Regions from separate parts of the Hordeum vulgare genome. Here region 2 is linked to region 1. The links are chromatin contacts, called in public Hi-C maps. All regions are on one chromosome and are shown on one strand. The core of a region is the stretch at or near the end of the contact, and the rest is flanking DNA. Distances in the headings are between cores, read along the strand shown. Region 1 holds the start of LOC123440741 (transcription factor BHLH6-like). Region 2 holds the start of LOC123445317 (glutaminyl-peptide cyclotransferase).

Region 1 (2,700 bases), core at 118-2,617:
TGGTCGACATCACTGAACTTCATATGATTTTGGTTTGGCCAAATTAAGGACCAAAATATCTACTTGAATTTGACAAAAATCAAACCAAGTATTTATGAAACTGTAAAAATAATTTTAAATTGCATGTGTCGTAATGGCTGAACTATTTTGACCAAAAGGCAATCATTTTAGCATCCTACCAAGATGATTGAAGTTTTGATGAAATTTCACTGAAACTAAAAGCCCCTTCTTCATGACAGTTTCAAATCTGTTGGCCGTCAAATCTTACGAAACTCTAGAAAGTTTGACAACGCAAGTGTTGATAAAGGACACAATATTACCTGTACGAGCGCGGTGTACGTCACCGTCCCGGACGCAACCATGATGTTGGCCGAGAACACGGCGAGCCGAAGGCCCTCGAGCGCGCAGCACACCTTTCCCATGGCACCCTTCCGGTGGCGCCACGCGACGCTCACCACCAGCAGCTTATCGCCAGCGCCCGTCACCCTCACCTGTCCATGTAATGAAATATTGAGCCGACTGGTTTGCTGTCCGCGCGCGGCGGGCCGGTGGTGCCGTGGTGGGGGTAGCAACCCAGCAGACGATGCCGCTAAAGATCGGAAGACCATGGTCCATGGCGTCAACATCAGGCAAGGTCCCCGTCTGCCGGTCGACTGTCATCTTCCGCAATCGTTATTGATGATTAAATAGATAAAGCACGTGGGCGCGTTTACCTCGATAGCCTCGACCGGCGGAGATGCGGCGGCCATGGCGGATGCGGGGGTCACCGCCGACGGGAGTGACATGGGGCTCCTTGTCTTCTTCACCGGTGGCATGGCGTGGCCGGCGTTCGGAACGACGGGCTGTACCGTACTAGTAAGCAGGTCGCCATGGCCATGTACCTCCGGTGCCGACTCAAGGAGGGATATCTCGGCGAGCATCCGGCGCTCCTGCTCCCGCAGCTTCTGGATGTACTCGATGGCGTCCTTGAGAATGGAGATCTTATCCATCTGCCAGGAAGAACGGTTGATTCTGAACTGCCGCATGCATGCCAAGTCCCAAGTGAATTTCAGTTGGTTGCTCAATCGTTGGCACCTACGTACGTACCTTGGTGATGTTTGGGACGACGCTCCGGAGGGCGTAGAGCTTGCTGTTGAGATTCCGGCCGCCTACGACGACGTTGTTCATGCTGCTCGCCGGCACCGCCGCCGACACCACTGGGGAGCTCCAGTATCCGGTGTCCGGGGAGCTCCAGTAGTCGTTGTAGCCGTCGGACATCTGCATGCTGCAATCCAGGTCAGTCGATTCATCCTCAGCCCTCTTCATCCTCTGTCCGGTAAGTTCGTACCTACGGCGCTCTTGTTTGTCCAAGCAAACCCAGAAGTCCATCCCTGCAGCTGTATCTTTTTTGTTCTTTTTCTTTTTTGCGAAAAACCTGCAGCTGTATGTGGACCCATCGTCCATCCAGTTTTGGATGATGTACAAGTTGCCGCTATCCAATATCCATGGTCTATTCCCTTGTTCCCACGCAAACCGAGTATAACTTCTTTGTTTCTTTTTCTCTTATACTTCCTCCGTCTTAAAATAAGTGTCTTAACTTTATACTCCGTCCGTTTCAAAATAAGCTTCTCAACTTTGTACTAGCTCTAGTATAAAATTGTACTAAGCTTGAGACAGTTATTTTGGGACAGAGGGAGTACCAGCTCTAGCATAAAGTTACATTAAGCTTGAAACAATTATTTTGAGACACTAACAAAAGTGGGTCGTGCGTTGCACCGGGTGAAAAAAATAATTATTATTAGCCTTTGTATGATGTAATTTAATGTGCCATTCGTTGCAATGGACGAGAAAGAACCTCACACGTTTTTAGTAACTCATTCATGTTCGACACTGTCATCGATGATGGTAGGAGTTTTGGTATCCGCAATTCAAAATATTGATAAAGCCACATCATTATCTCTGATGACGCCTCCTTCAACATCGCACTATCACTGAATGGAAGAGTTATGATACATTGAAGTGAGATTGTTTATGTAAGTATTATTTGATAAAGTTTTTTTGAGAAAGAAAATTATTTGATAATATTCAAAAGCCAACAGGTTTTTAGAATGCTACCACTTTTTTTTAGAAAATGTTGTTTGTTTGTTTGTTTTATTTGCAAGATTATGTTCCATTTCCTTTCCTTTGCACTATCTAGGCTTCGCTCTAACACAACTATTTCGCGTGGACATATGTAGGTTCGTTCTCTAAAAAAGACACAAACACTTTGGAGAGAGGAGCACACACTCATTTTGTTCCACATGAACAATAAAAGGAATAGGTTAATTTTTGGGTGGAGCAGCAGGGCAGCCACGTACACCCAAGTTGTGTAAGCCTCGTCCCGTGGACACAGTTGAAAGTTGACTCAGCTTTTATAATTGCATGACACCATCTGTCTTTCCCCTTCCTCATGGTGGCGCGGGAGGTTGTGGTAGTGTCGGCGTGTTACTGTAACACCCAAAATTTTTAAATTTGATTTCTTGATTTTTGAATTGTTTTTAAAATGGATTTTTAAAATTCTGGTTTTGATAAAAAGCTTTGAAGCTCTTTGACAACCTCTTTAAGAATTTTTTTGGAGTTTTGTTTTCTCAACCTACTAGTTTAAAAAGTATTCTTTTGGCCTCTTCTCAAAATGAATTGGTTTACCTCTTCTCAATTTGATTTGGAGGAGTTGTTGTACCA
Region 2 (2,700 bases), core at 108-2,607, 170 kb after region 1:
CTCTCACGCTGCAGCAGCGAGCACAATAACTTGTTACCTCAAGACATCAGCAAACAAAGACCGAAAACTTGAGAAATGACCAGTAAAATGCAACGTGAATGATTGTAAACCCATATTTCAGAAGATCAGCAGACAATAGACATTGATAGGTGGGGGGTTGGGGATAATTAGCTGCGACTTTAAAACAAAAACATCTGGATCATCTGTAAATGCAGTAAGATAGAAACAGGGTCAGCAGAATTACTTTGCTAAAGTTATGTAGGTCGTATATGAATCCATCATTCTTCAACCAAGTAACTTGAAACAATCTACAAAAGAGAATTTTAAAGCAAATGAAATGAGATTTAACAGGACCGCGGAAGCAAATAGAGTCATCGTATTCAAGAAAGCGATTCTAGAGTCAGGTATAGTCGAGGTTCATCTACCTGTCGCCGAGAAGTGTTAAGCCTTCTCCAAACATATGTCCATCCATTTGGTGCTGATCTAAAACCTGATAAATGACAAAGCAGTAACTAGTGATTTAGTGCAGGGTAGGTGAACCATTGCTGCACAATGTCAAATGAGGAAAGCACATTATTTAACGTACTTTGCCAGTTTGAAGATCAACCTTTCGGACCGACGACTGTTCAGACACAAAATTAGAAGCATTTAGTGCTTTAGAGAAACCACTTGACAGAAAGCAAGCAAACCAAACAGATGCAACTTGCAAGCTCAAGTAACAGATTCTCAACAGCTCATAACGGTGATAGCCAGTCTGCTTGCTTCCACTAGGGAGGCATGAATACCAAGATACATAATTCAAGTGAAACTAGAGTAATTTATTGTGGAAAACCCACGGACGTATTCCTTGGCATATCACGTTTACATCACCGTAATCCACGAGAAGAGATCCACATTGCGCTACATTACCTGATGATAAAGGCCAGTGGACTCGAAGAGGGTGTCGTTTCCTCCGTACAGGAGACCCTGCCAAAGAACGAAAAACCAACGATCTGAGGAAAAAATTCCCCACCATGGGAGAGCAGAGGAGCGAATGAGATCAGGAGGGAGCGGAGCGTGCGTGCCTGGGTGAAGGCCTCGGGGTCGTGGGGATACTCGCGGACCAGGTCGAAGGAGTAGAACCTGGCGACGGCGGGCGGAGGGCGTCGGAGGAGCGCGGCGGGGAGGTAGTCCGGGCGCCAGACGGCGACGGCCGCGGCCAGGAGGAGGAGCGCCGCGCCGGCGGCCGCGATGGGCCGGCGGCGGAGGCGCCACGACGTGGGGGAGGCGCTGGGGGCGGATACGGACAGGGGGATAGGCGCCATTGAGGAGGCGGGCCGCCTCCGTCGGGAGCCGGCGGCCATTTGGGTCTGGTTTTAGTCGCAAGAGAAAGAAGTCAACTGTAACTCTCAGATTAGCGTGCTTCTCCACCTGTGATTCGTAGGAGCATTTGAGATTGTCTTCCAAATTTCTTGGCTGAAAATTTGGACATTGGAATGAAAACGTCTACTTTGAAATATTTTTGAATTTTTTCACACAACATCATGGTTTGGTTTTACTTTTATATTTTAGTACAAAACGTGTTTGCATGCATTGCACTTCACGCCAATGTTTCTTCCCTCAAGTCTGGGTGTGAATATAAGAATGTGCAATAATTATATATCAATAGCAAAATGTGTGGCGTGTAAACGACCTCTCTCTTGCAACTATAAAATTATCGTATGTGGTTTTGCTAGGAGAAATCGACTTTTGGTTAGAGAGCAAATACATGTTGGCGAATAATACAGGTTGGCAAATACATGTATGGTGTTATCGATGGTTCTTCTGGAGCACTTGTATTTGAGCATTCCATTATCAATTACGAGGATCACACTGATGTAAAGTTGACAAGTAGATAGTAGTGTTATGCATAGGATGAGCATATGCATGGTGATGGTAACACAGAAGTGATTACAAAGAGGTTTCCAAAAACCTCGTCGGGTGTCACTGATGCCCGAGGATGATGATATTGAGTTGGATGACCACTTGAGAGAGAAGTGGTGTACCAAGAAACAAATTGGTGTGTGTGAGTGTGGTTTCTAAAGCAATGAGAGATTTAAGATGTGTCGACCGTCTCAACCTTACATGTGCGACCACATACCCCTTTATGGGACGGGGCTTTGTTGATTACTCTGGTCGGTACTAGCAAAGAGTTCACATTACTAGTGGCGGGAGTGATATGGTCACTCTCGTGTCGGGGTCGTGCCACATAGGACGACTATACTGTTTTTACATGTGCCGGACACACCGTTGGTCCCTGCATGAATGATACAATCTAGAGTTGGTGCTCGTAAGACCTACAACATGTGGGCTAGGTACCAATCGAGTGAACTCTTTGTCTAGTGTCGTCAGGGGATAGGCAATGATTGGGTACTTACCTCGGGTATGTTATATACCGCAAGTCGTGGATGGCACGGAATTTTCCCGGATCTCGTGGATACAGCGCGCAACCTCTGAAGAGTGTAAAACTATTCGAATAACCGTGTCCACGGTCAAGGACGGTTGGGTGGTGGTGCTTAGACTACGTCGAGTCGTTTTCGCATAAACCACGTGTGCGTGAGTATGAAGGTGTTTCATAAGAAAGTGATTAATTGGACCAAGTCTCGTGAGTTGGCATGGAGGGTGAACATGAAGTGTTCAGCCCTCGAAATATATATGTTGATAACTGTAACATGTTCTCAT

The links. A called contact is a pair of places that touch in the nucleus more often than the background predicts.
Region 2: a Hi-C map of seedling shows a contact between it and region 1, with 2.8 times the contacts expected there. The contact joins the promoter of LOC123445317 here to the promoter of LOC123440741 in region 1. A contact is called at or near these places in 2 of 6 Hi-C or Micro-C datasets (leaf and seedling) and 1 of 1 datasets of contacts at active chromatin or transcription factors (embryo).

The regions. Positions count from the first base shown.
Region 1 is chr3H:580,458,226-580,460,925 of MorexV3_pseudomolecules_assembly, forward strand. LOC123440741 (transcription factor BHLH6-like) reads right to left here and starts at 1,368. Exons shown (of 4, transcript XM_045117289.1): 1 at 1,087-1,368; 2 at 714-989; 3 at 321-491. The coding sequence starts at 1,368.
Region 2 is chr3H:580,627,808-580,630,507 of MorexV3_pseudomolecules_assembly, forward strand. LOC123445317 (glutaminyl-peptide cyclotransferase) reads right to left here and starts at 1,358. Exons shown (of 11, transcript XM_045122280.1): 1 at 1,065-1,358; 2 at 910-966; 3 at 587-622; 4 at 426-490; 5 at 245-308; 6 at 1-8. The coding sequence starts at 1,343.